3 separate regions of the Mus musculus genome follow, and regions 1 and 2 are each linked to region 3. A link is a contact called in public Hi-C data. All regions are on one chromosome and are shown on one strand. Each heading gives the region's core, a stretch centred on a gene start, on an enhancer-like site or on the middle of the called end of the contact. The rest is flanking DNA. Distances are from core to core; before and after follow the strand shown. Region 1 overlaps Map4k3 (mitogen-activated protein kinase kinase kinase kinase 3). Region 2 overlaps Map4k3 (mitogen-activated protein kinase kinase kinase kinase 3). Region 3 holds the start of Tmem178 (transmembrane protein 178).

What was found. A called contact is a pair of places that touch in the nucleus more often than the background predicts.
Region 1: a contact with region 3 is called in a Hi-C map of cerebral cortex, with 5 times the contacts expected there. The contact joins the enhancer-like site here to the promoter of Tmem178 in region 3. A contact is called at or near these places in 13 of 39 promoter capture datasets (the 3T3-L1 cell line, cranial neural crest, embryonic stem cells and 6 more), 3 of 484 Hi-C or Micro-C datasets (cerebral cortex and nephron progenitors), 16 of 115 datasets of contacts at active chromatin or transcription factors (VIP interneurons, cardiomyocytes, craniofacial prominence and 9 more) and 1 of 9 other capture datasets (embryonic stem cells).
Region 2: a contact with region 3 is called in a Hi-C map of cerebral cortex, with 2.0 times the contacts expected there. The contact joins the enhancer-like site here to the promoter of Tmem178 in region 3. A contact is called at or near these places in 9 of 39 promoter capture datasets (the 3T3-L1 cell line, cranial neural crest, embryonic stem cells and 5 more), 1 of 484 Hi-C or Micro-C datasets (cerebral cortex) and 13 of 115 datasets of contacts at active chromatin or transcription factors (SST interneurons, craniofacial prominence, embryonic basal ganglia and 7 more).

The regions. Positions count from the first base shown.
Region 1 is chr17:80,619,222-80,622,719 of GRCm38.p6, forward strand. The region is part of intron 16 of Map4k3 (mitogen-activated protein kinase kinase kinase kinase 3); the gene reads right to left. Among named protein-coding and RNA genes, the nearest start is that of Cdkl4, 43 kb to the left of the region's middle. Within about 2 kb of position 1,885, at least 17 of the 459 cell types and tissues checked have an H3K27ac peak or open chromatin away from gene starts, as enhancers often do. A contact at or near this core is called in cerebral cortex, where this site is marked.
Region 2 is chr17:80,599,549-80,603,587 of GRCm38.p6, forward strand. It overlaps Map4k3 (mitogen-activated protein kinase kinase kinase kinase 3), which reads right to left. Exons shown (of 34, transcript NM_001290345.1): 28 at 2,645-2,748. Among named protein-coding and RNA genes, the nearest start is that of Cdkl4, 24 kb to the left of the region's middle. Within about 2 kb of position 2,028, at least 6 of the 459 cell types and tissues checked have an H3K27ac peak or open chromatin away from gene starts, as enhancers often do. A contact at or near this core is called in cerebral cortex, where this site is marked.
Region 3 is chr17:80,943,382-80,947,242 of GRCm38.p6, forward strand. Tmem178 (transmembrane protein 178) reads left to right here and starts at 1,251. Exons shown (of 4, transcript NM_026516.2): 1 at 1,251-1,707. The coding sequence starts at 1,308.

The sequences.
Region 1 (3,498 bases), core at 635-3,134, 320 kb before region 3:
TATTTTCAAGAATGTGAGGGACTGGGGTGTTCTTGGACACAGCAATTCAGGAAGCACACTACCTATCCACTGTGCATGTGCTGAAACGCAAAGCCTTCTCCAGGCTGCTGCAATTCCTAGGAGAAATGGACTCTTCTTAAAGCTTGTGAGGTTGTACCTCTAAATCGCTTTTCTTACAGTTATCATACCACGAAATCCCAAAGGCATTGTTAGCTGTCTACTGTAGACAGTGAGTAGAATGCTTAGCTATCAAGTTTATTGAGCAGGCCAGCCTGATGAGTTTTCAAATGACAAGTTATGAATCGGAAATGGTAAATGACACAAAAAACAATTAATCAATTCCAAGTACCAGAGCAAGAAAGAACAACTGACGTGTCATATTTGAATGTCGTGTTGACTGTGATGCTCTCCCAGGGCCGTAAGCCACAGGAGCTTATGGCTGCAGCGGCATGGCAAAGGAAGACAAAGCCGGCTGGCTGCCGAGTCCTGCTGTCACCACACGCCTTGGTATTTCAATGTGAGCAGGCACACTTTAGTTCCTGGTATGCAAGTGGGAATTGCAGCAGTAGGGGAAGTGCCCGCAGTGACAGGTGGCTGTGGAAAGCACTTGAGAGGCCTGGGCACACCAAGCACTGCTCCCCTGCATTCTTAAGGACACCTCCGGGAAGCGCTCGCCCAAATTACAGTGGGAGAAGCCTGTCGCCTACGGGAGGGCCTGCTAGGCCCTACTGTTTGCAGAATACATAACTTTTTCTACTCTCATTTCTCCCATGGTTTTCTAGAAACTATATGCTATATGACATAACAGATTAAATGAAGTAGCAGACATGAAAATCCAGCCATCTTGCAGAAAGTAAAGAAAATATGAAAAAAGAAAACAATGCCACCTCCTTACTATTATTATTTTCTCAGAGGAAAAAGTAGCTCTTTCCATAAGAATACTGCCTGTTATTGCCCCAGCAGTTTGCTAGACTGCACGGGTGTAACTGGAGTGACACAGACATGGGTACTGTGTCAGAGAGAGGAGACATTTGAGCTGGTCCCTTAGAGCAATACTTTTTTTGTTGTTTTGTTTTGTTTTTCGAGACAGGGTTTCTCTGTGTAGCCCTGGCTGTCCTGGAACTCACTGACCAGGCTGGCCTTGAACTCAGAAATCTACCTGCCTCTGCCTCCCGAGTGCTGGGATTAAAGGTATGCACCACCAGTGCTCGGCTAGGGCAAGACTTTTTAAAAAACTGTATAAAACATGTACTTTATTAAAGATGAAGATGTATCACTATTTATAAATAAATAAATAAATAAATAAATATATTTGGAAACCCTTTTGTTTACTTTTCCATCCTAAAATACTATACCAGCAACAAGAAGGCCTTAGCATGGTGATGGTACAAAGGGGCCCAAGATTTGAGAAGTGTGTGGCTTTCCCAAGTTAACACAGTCTCTGGGGGATGGTGGGCTTTTGTATCCTCTCAGAAGATAAGCCAGCAGTGGCAGCAAACGCCTCTGATCATGTCATTAGCCTCTGATCATGTCATTAGCCTGGGCTATATAGTGAACAAGCCTTTCATAAACAAACAAGTAAAAACTACATTTCCTAAGCATGTGACAGCTTTTTTTAGGCATTAATATTTGAAACTAATTAGGAAGAGAGTTTACATATAGTTTTACTTCCTGTTACCAGAACCAACGGGATCCACATGGCATTTGGCTTTGTGTGTGTGTGTGTGTGTGTGTGTGTGTGTGTGATATTTTCTCTGGCCCAAGCTGGCCTCAGACTTGCTGTGTAGCTGAAGATGGCCTTGGATTGTGATCCACCTGCCTCCACTCTCTGAGTGCTGGGGTAACAGCACATTTTTGGGTTTTGTGTGGGTGTGGTACTGGGGATGCACTGTGGCTCTGTGCACAGCAGGGGGAGCCACACCCCATCTCCCACACTCTGCTTCTGCAGTGAGAGTCCTACAGGAAGCCCTGCATCGGCATTGCTTTCTCATGTCTTTCTATGAATGAAGGTATTTTGCTAACAAGTTATAGAGCCTGTAAAGTTGCATAGAGGACACGTGGCCGACTTTTGTGGCTTGACAACTGAGAAGATGAGATGCAGCTCAGTCTGCTGAGTGAGCCATTGCACTCCCACAGCAGAGAGCGCTGGAGAACAAGTGGCTCCAGGCTACACAAGAACAGAGCCACCTTCTCACACCCACTTGCACTTGGCTGGGAAGGGGTTTTTGGTAATAGAACTGAATGACTATATTGAAATGATGGAAAAAATCTCATGAAAATTTCTAAATTGGCACAATGTATGAACACAGATTTCAGTGACAAGGAGGGAAACTGAGGTGGGAAAGTCTGAAGCCACCGTCAAGCACGCAGCACATCTAAATTAGCAAAGGGAGCCATGCGGCAAGCTACTAGGCTCACACAGCGGCCAGGCTGACTCAAAACAACTTGTGTATGCACTTCCCTGACTGTATGTAAAAGCAAGAAGCTCGGTATTTCTCTAAAATTAAACAACAGTTTATCTACTTCCTAGCATAATTGACAATTACTAAGTAGCTACTTACACGTAAAAACAGTAAGTGCCCACTAAGCCCCATGGGTACTAGATAGTTCACAGTGGCTACTCATTTCTGCCTCTGCAGTTGGCTGCCATGGGAGCCGTGGTCTGACTGACTCATGCTTTACTCCTATCCAGGGACAGTTAGTTATCCTTACAACTATGCTCTACACTACAGAGAAAACCAGACGCAGTTTAGCTTCCTTTTAAAAATAACTGCTTTGGTTAAAAAAATAACAGAAGGTCAGAAGAACCAGTCCCAGAGATACCAGAATTCAAAAGAAAAGGTGTTAGTTGGGTTTTGTTATGGAAAGCAAAGGCCATGCAACAAATCTAATCCAAAGGTTCCTGTGGGATACGAACTAGGCAGAAACCCATTAATGGAATCTGCCAACCTTCACCTATAGAGAAAGCAGGAAATCCTGAGTTTTAGTCCAGTGCTGCCTCGCTGAAGAATAAAGGAGACTTATTATACAGTAAGAGAAGTGCTGCATCTGTGCTCATATCACATGTATGTGCACATATCACATGTATGTGCTCATATCACATGTATGTGCACATATCACATGTATGTGCACAACGACACAGGAAACAGCCAGAGCTAAGACTTTGGCCAACCTACCTTGCCAATGACTCGTTATATAGAATACAGTTCCTTAAGCAGGGATCCAATTCATCAAAAAATGAAGGGTGGGCAAATTATTAACATTTACCTGGCTAAAGTAGCTATACATACTAAGAAAAGGTCTAACATTAGGAAAAAATCAGACAACTGGAGCTGGGAAATATAGAAAAGCATTTGTGACTATATTACTTTTCAAGCACATTAATTTTAAATGAAAGGGTGAGCGACATATAGTCAAAATATTCAGCGTCTTCAGGTACATGAAAATTTGGTTGCAACGGAGTCCTTAAAAGCCAACGGTATCATTAGAAAAACATCA
Region 2 (4,039 bases), core at 778-3,277, 340 kb before region 3:
TTGGTGGCCAGAAGGCACAGTTCTCCATTATTATGCACACCTGTGCACAAGCCACCCCAGGCTCCTCCCCAGGGATCAAAGGAGTGTTTCTACCCGAGACACGTCTCTCCTTACTGCACCTCTCTAGGAAATCACCCTCTACTTAGGGCACAGATTTTAAGTAAAACCTCTTTCCTCTTCCACATGATCTTGCTAAGGTGCTCAGACTTGCTTTAAACTCTCCATGTAGCCAAGGCTAGCCCTGAACTGGTGACTCAGCCACTCAGCCTTCCAAGTGTTGGAATGATATTGGCATGTGTCCCTATGCTTGGTCAAACCTGTCATTTCTTTAACAAATTTTTAAAATCTAATTTTATGTATATGGGTGTTTTGCCTGCATATAAATCTGTATACTAAATGCATGCCTGGTGCCTGCAGAGGCCAAAAGAGGGTGTCAGATCTAGAATTGAAGTTAAAGATGGTGTAATGGCTATTCCTGGTTGTCAACTTGACTATATCTGGAATGAACTACAGTCCAGAATTGGAGGGCACACCCATGATCCAGATCTTGAGGGTGGAAGACACAAGTTTCTGACCTGGATCTTGGCATGGAGATCTTGAGGCACAGTGGCCATAAAAACTTAGGGCCAAGCAAGGAAGTACACACCCTTAATCCCAGGAAACAGAGACAAGGAGATCTCTGAGTTCAAGGTCAGCCTGGGACAAAGCAAGTCCCAGATCCAAGAGTGGTGGCCCTCAGGTACTTACCTTCCGCTGGAACGTGCAGGTCATCACAGTAAATCCCCTCAATGTGGGGAGAGACATTCTATAAGTCCTGTGACTCTAGAGAGCCCTAAGACAGATGGCTAGAGGTGCTGGGAATTGAACATGGGTCCTAAGGAAGAATAACTAGTGCTCCTAACCACTGATCTATTTCTTCAGACCCAACCTACCATATTCTTCCAAAAAATTTAATTTTTAATTATGTGCCTGAGGAGGCAGAGGTGTTGGATTCAATGGAGCTCTTAATGGCTGAGCCATCTTCAGCCCAACGTTTCATATTCATGATCAGGCAATTTAAAGAACTTAAAGAATCTTTCAGATGAAGTTAAGATCAATGAAGACTTCGGCAGAATATTTCTGGGTCTTTCTTTCATTTCCTTTCCTTCCCCTTCCCCTTTTTCTTTTTCTTTCTTTCTTTTCTCTGAGCATGTAAGAATTCAACAGGTTTTGTCTCCGTGTACATTTGGCTTCCTCTAATGATTAGGCTGAGTGCAAAAGTCACAGCAGCATGGGGTCCTGATTTAGAGAGTGGTCCTCACATCTGACTTACTCCAGCAAACAGCGCTGAGTTTTCTTTAGAGTAAGAACATAGTTGCTGGGGAGACCTTTAATTTCATCTTGTTTATGATAAAAATGTGGCCTAATGATGCAAACACTGTCCAACATGCCACCAAGAGGATGAAAGGATACAGAAAGCAAGGGAATATATTTGAATGCACCTAATAAGCAGTCACACTATAGAAGCCAAGAAAGCTAAATAAATCCAAATCCACAAACAAAATGAACAGTGCACAGGAGTCATGAAGCACAAAGAGCAAGGAACATTCAAGAATGTCAGGAAAGGGGCATGGGACCCTCCTGGATGAGAGCGGGGTGTGCACTGACTCCTGTCGCAGAAAGCTGGCCCTAGGCCTCAGTCATCAGTCAGGCCAGGTTCTCCAGTGCTGTCCACTTAGGAAAGAGAAGCCACAGAGGGATAACCTGTGGCTTACTGCATCTAGGAGCACACATTCCCTCCTGCGTGTGTTTGTGTGTTGTATGTGTGTGTTGTGTGTGTGAGTGGTGACCCTCTCCTGACTCTCCCAGTGCTGGGGACAGACACAGTTGCACGTGGCTGTGCCCTGCTTTTCCTTGGCAGGGGCGAGGGGAAGTGGTAATTCACACTCAGGGCCTCAAGCATCTTACTCGCTGAAGCACACCCCAGACACCCTGCACAGGTCCTGTAACAGGAAACGGCCTGCAGAGGGCGCTCATGCTGAAGCTTAACTATCCTTTCAATGCGCGTGGCTGACTGACATCACAGGAGCCGTTTTCACTATATAGACGTCAAGAATGGAGGGAACAGTCAGGGTGGAGCTCAAGGAAGAAAGGCAGGAGGAGACTGGGAAACTCAACTGTACAGATGTTCGCGCCACCCGGGGAAAGGCATACTTTTCACACTCGGCAAGATAAAGGAGAAGCTGAGAAAAAATGGATTTTGCCATAAGTAGGCTGCATTCCACGAGGTATCAACAGGGCTACTTTCCTTCAGGCTTTGGAGTAAAGCATTTTTGTGTAGTGATTTTTTTTTTTTTTTTTTGAGCTGGGGTCTCATGTACTCTAGATCCTTTTGCCTTCTTCCCCTCAAGTGCTAGGATTGCAGGAAAGCAAAATCAGACCTAGATCCTCCTTGAAAGATCGAAGAGACGCTTAAACAAAACCCAGTCTCCCGAAGGTCACGGGAGCCAGGGAGCTCGCTCCAGTCCCCCACTGCCATCCCTGGGTTCTTTCAGAACCTCCATGCAGCCACCGCATAACTTCCAGTCTACACACACTTGAGAGTTGGCGGAAATAAGAGCAAGGCTAACAAAGGGTTTGTACTACAGATGTCATGAATACTTACCTTAATTAACATAAATTTCTGCATTGGCTCAACCCATTCTAATAGAACAATGCTGGTCTGAAGCGCCCCGCACAGGTACTTATGGCCCGTGTAAGGATTTCTCACTGAAAAGGCAAAAAGAGGAAACATCAGCCTTCTTAGAATACAAAATCTGTACAATAATAGTTATTATGGTCCAAAAATAGAGACTACAAAAAATCAAAAGCAGGCTGCCATTTCTTAATAATCGGATATTATAGTGAATGAGAAAGACTGCTTTAGAAAATAGTGAGAGTGTCCCAGCACTTAAAGGCTTTTGTTTAATCCCAGCACTTGGGAGGCAGAGGCAGGTGGATTTCTGAGTTCGAGGCCAGCCTGGTCTACAGAGTAAGTTCCAGGACAGCCAAGGCTACACAGAGATACCCTGTCTCGACCCCCCCCCCCAAAAAAAAAAGCTTTTGTTTACATGCACGTATGAGACTGTTGTTCACCATCAGGGGTCATGTGTACAGTGGCACCCAAGGCCACACCATCCTGAAGGAAAGGGCCAAGGTGACTCTGGTGAGAAGTTGTCAAATGATGTGATATGCAAACTCAGGTGGTTACAGAGTGCTTTTGACAGCAATGTACGGAGGTTATATTTTTGGCTTCTAAAAATAAAGTATTTGCTTATCTCTTTTTTATTATATCCCTTTTATAATCACTAGAAAATATTACAGGCACTAATAAGATTTTATAATACAACTTGCAAATAATAAAATTGAACTGCCTCAAGTGTTTGAACTTTTCTTACATTTAAAATCTAATGTAAATACATAGGAATAAGGAGGTTTCTGAAAACCATGGAAAGGAAGATGGCAAAATCCCCTAACTTCACCTGGGTTTTAAAGAGCTATGAGGCAGAGGCATAGAGGGACAATGCTACCCGGGCAAAGCCAACAGAGAAGCCCAGATCGTAAAGCGGGCCCAAGGAAGAAGAAAGTCCTGATCCTCACACAGGGCCAAGTCCTTGGTTAGCTGCCACTCACGGCAGCAGGTCCGAAGCAGCCCTGAGACCCGTCTGTCCCAGCCAGCTGCTCTGATTTCTGCTGAGCTTTCCGCCCAGCCTCAGTCTCTGATGTCATCCTCTTCTTGGCTCTGTACTGCTCCTGTCTGGTGAGCTCGGCTTGCATTTGTGGTACAGTGAATATGGTTCACGTCCGCAGTAGTCCTCAGCTACCAACCTGTATGCTCAGATGGACGCGTGCGCCATCTCTCTGCTGCCTGCATCCAGCTAAGGCGAGTGTCGGTACTCAGCTTACACAGCTGCCATTCATTGGGATTCATTCCCTGCATAGTTATGTCACCCTGCTCAGTGTCTTCTCCAGCTACTCACAGGGAATCCTCGGCAGGCCCAGCCCAGGTGCCCTCCCTTCT
Region 3 (3,861 bases), core at 1-2,500:
GGTGGGACCAGGGTATGGCACCTTGCCATGCAGAATATACATGCGCATCATTCACTCTGTACTTTGGTCCCAAGGATTCCTCTTTTAGAAAGATCCTGCCTGCCATTTTTAGAGTGAACATCTGTGACTCCAGAAAAGCCCTGGAAAAGCAGAAAGCCTCAGATGTTGACCGGTGTAGAGCACTGGTTTGTTGTTGACCCTCGATGACCACCAGGAAAAAAAAAAACTAGTACAGGAGAAAATCATTACTTTGATTTATCACTGGTGGGCTTGCTTTATTCAAAGGCAATAATCACTTGGCAGAGCAGGTGCCACTGCAAGGCCGTATTGATCCAGGAGACGGTCAGTCACTCAGGCGTAGAGATAGCCCAAGAAAAAGAAGTCCATCTCAGAACAGGCAGGAATGAAGTGGGCGGCTATTATCTCTGACTGTGGTTCTGTGGCTCCAGGGACACTGGGCATCTTCTTGCAGAAGCAGGGCTGGAGCAGAGAGAAGGGTTCCAGGCTGCCAGGAGCCCGAGAGAGGGAAGCAGGGCTATTGAGCTAGCTGCCAAGGTCTCTGAGATTGGATCCTTCGGAAGTCTAGAAAAGAGGCTGGCTGCTCTAGATCAAGAGTCTAAAGAGTCAAAACCACACGCGTTCAAGGATGGGATTTGCTCCTGGGAGCAAAACAGAGACAGTGATCAAAATCAACTTGGACAAGAGACAAAGATCCAGCCTGATGTTGGTGGATGTCTTGTAAGGTCGTGGGAGGGACAGAGGATCGGAGGTGGTGTGTGCAGGGGTAGGTGCAGAGAGGGTTGGAATCCAAGGCAGGTATATAAAGGCAGAAGGAGCCAGGGACACAAAGGCCCTCCCGAGTGGGGAAAGAGCGTCTGGAAGAGTTGAAGAAAAGTAAAGGGAAAGTAGGGACGGGGTTAAGAGGAGAAAGGAGGATAGAGAGCAAAGGGAGGATGGAGAGCAGAGGTGAAGGCAGGGAGAGGGGGCTGGAGAGAGGGGGCTGACCGCGGGAGCTGGAAGCAGGGAGAGGGACGAGGGGCGTGATCGGCCGGGGTAGCGGGTGGGTGGGTTGTGGAGTGCGGGGAGCCGGCTTAGGGGGAGGGCCGCGGGAAAGTGAGAGCGCGGGAGGGCGCGGGGCCGGGCGGGAGGAGGCTCCCGCGGGGGAGAGAGGCGGGCGGGCGGCCGTGGGAGGGAGAGTGCGGGGCAGGTGGCAGGGAGGGAGGGCGCTCGGCGGAGCGCCGAGGCCAAGTGCATTGTGTCTGGCGGCGGCGGCGAGCCCACCGGCGGCGGCTGCTGGCCGGGAAGCCATGGAGCCACGGGCGCTCGTCACGGCGCTAAGCCTCGGCCTCAGCCTTTGCTCCCTGGGGCTGCTCGTCACGGCCATCTTCACCGACCACTGGTACGAGACCGACCCCCGGCGCCACAAGGAGAGCTGCGAGCGCAGCCGCGCGGGCGCCGACCCCCCGGATCAGAAGAACCGCCTGATGCCGCTGTCGCACCTGCCGCTGCGGGACTCGCCTCCCCTGGGGCGCCGGCTGCTCCCCGGCGGCCCCGGGCGCTCAGACCCTGAGTCCTGGCGCTCGCTTCTGGGGCTTGGCGGGTTGGACGCTGAGTGTGGCCGGCCACTGTTCGCCACCTACTCGGGCCTCTGGAGGAAGTGCTACTTTCTGGGCATCGACCGGGACATCGACACCCTCATCCTGAAAGGTGAGCGGCGGGCGCGCCCCGCGTCTCTACGTCCGCGCGCGGAGCTCAGCCCGGGCATCCCAGGGGCGCGCGGGTCCCCGCGGTCGCCTCTCCAGTCGCTGCGCTCCGTTGCCCCGCGCATTTTTCACCCTTCCAGATTGCTTCCCTGCTTTCCTTCCCCAGCTACTCTTCTTTCTCCCTTTCCTTGCTCCTTCATCCTACCCTTCTTTTACCATTTTCCTGGACTCCGTTTTACCCCTCACACTGTCTCTTTATCTTCCCTAAGACTCTCTCCTCTGGTCCTTCTCTGTCTGTGCCTGGCTGACTCGGGGTGTAGATATGGATTTTCTTGACAGTGTTCCCAGGGAGGGTGACAGCCACAAAGACTGATCTTTCTCAACTGGGTTCCTTTCCTCAACTTGCATTTTCCTTTGAGACGTGCCCTTTGGAAGAGACAAGGTGTAAACCTCAGAACAAGGAAAGAGGGCTTTCTCATGGATTGAGCTCGCTGGTATACCATTAAATCGAGGTGGCATTCCAGCCTGGAATGGGGAGCGAAGGTCTGTCCTCCAAACACTCCAAGTTCAGGATCTGTTTGAATTGGACTTCGTATTCCCTAATTCACTAGTAAAGGCAGCTAAAGGGATCTAAGACACCGGCTTTACTCATTATTCAACCTTCCAGATGACCACCCTCCTCAGGGTCTAGGAAGCAGCTGAGGAGAGCCAAGGGCCAAGTCCTTGAAAGTAGACTTGCGCTCAGAGATTCTACCTGCCACGCTCTTATGGTTGTGACACTTTGTAGGTTGTCTTTATTGTTTTGTTATTGGGCTTTGCGTTGGTACAGCATCATTTTGCTCTTCTGGAATCTATGCAACACCTATCTTATGTATGGAATCAGGTAGTTTGAATATTTTCTTTGTAATCCTCTCTTGTGGTGATTCCTTTAACTTCTAAAGATCAAACCTTAGTAGAATTTTTTGTCCCCTGAGAGAAAAACAAATAAATAAACTTCTTTTCCTTGGACTCACTGTTCCCAAAAGGAAGTACGAGGTCAGTCCATTTGAAAATATTTAGAAGCAAGTGAACAGATGTAAATTGAATTACAGCCTGCCATGGAACTACCGAGAAAGGAGGGGGTTAATACTGGCCTTCCCCATCTTGTTCTTTGGCATAGTCTTCATTTCTCAAACATGTCAATTTCCTCCTTCCCATGGCTAGCCCAGCTGGGGACTGCCATCCAAATCTGTCTGTATATGGAAGGACTCCAGCAATTTGGGGGTGGGGTGGGGTGGGGCAATCGGATACAGTAATCTTCCTTTGGGAAGTAAACCTTTTTCTTTTCTGTTCCAACTTGCATCCAAATCTGATTTCTCCTCATGAAGACACTGCATAATTAATCCTGATAGTAGCGTAATACAGGAACAAACTGTAAAAGCTGACTGTGGAGGCTCAGTTATGGAATGCTCATTTAGGCAGGACAATTTTGAAAGTAAGCAGTGTAGTCTGTCTTTGGAAATAGCAGAATTGCATTTTTCACACACACACACACACACACACACACACACACACACACACACACACATTCCCCTGTGCTTAGAGTATTTCACTGCATGCAATTTGGATAGAGTGTAGTGTCTGAAACAGTAGAGCAGAGTCTAAGCCCACAGCAGGAGAACTCCCACAGGGATACTCCAGGATACTTATGGAAATGTGCTGGCTAGCTGAGGTGTCCAGAATCAAATGATCGTAGGAGATGAAGAATGTTATCAGAGGTCAATGAATCCAACCTTTCAATCCACTGTTCTAACCCTGCTACAGTTTCTGACAGATGGCCACCCAATACAGAACTCATATGCTATTTAGATGAATTACATTGTTCTGGTCATGAATACATCTTTTAGATGAAAAAAAAATTACCTCACATATATACTATTGATAGTTGCTAGCTCATCCTTTGTGGAGAACACTGGGGGTTTCTGGCCTGACAGAAGGTAGGGGTGGCTACAATCGTTCATACTTACTTGGTTTTGTTGTCTCTTGTCTGTGAGGGTTGACTATTCTTTGGGGAACTTGCTAGATCTGAGATGTATCGTTGTTTTAAGAACAACAACATGATTTTAGCTTCCTGGGAAGCTAGTGAGCTGATACTGTTAGAAAATGAGGAGCTTAGACC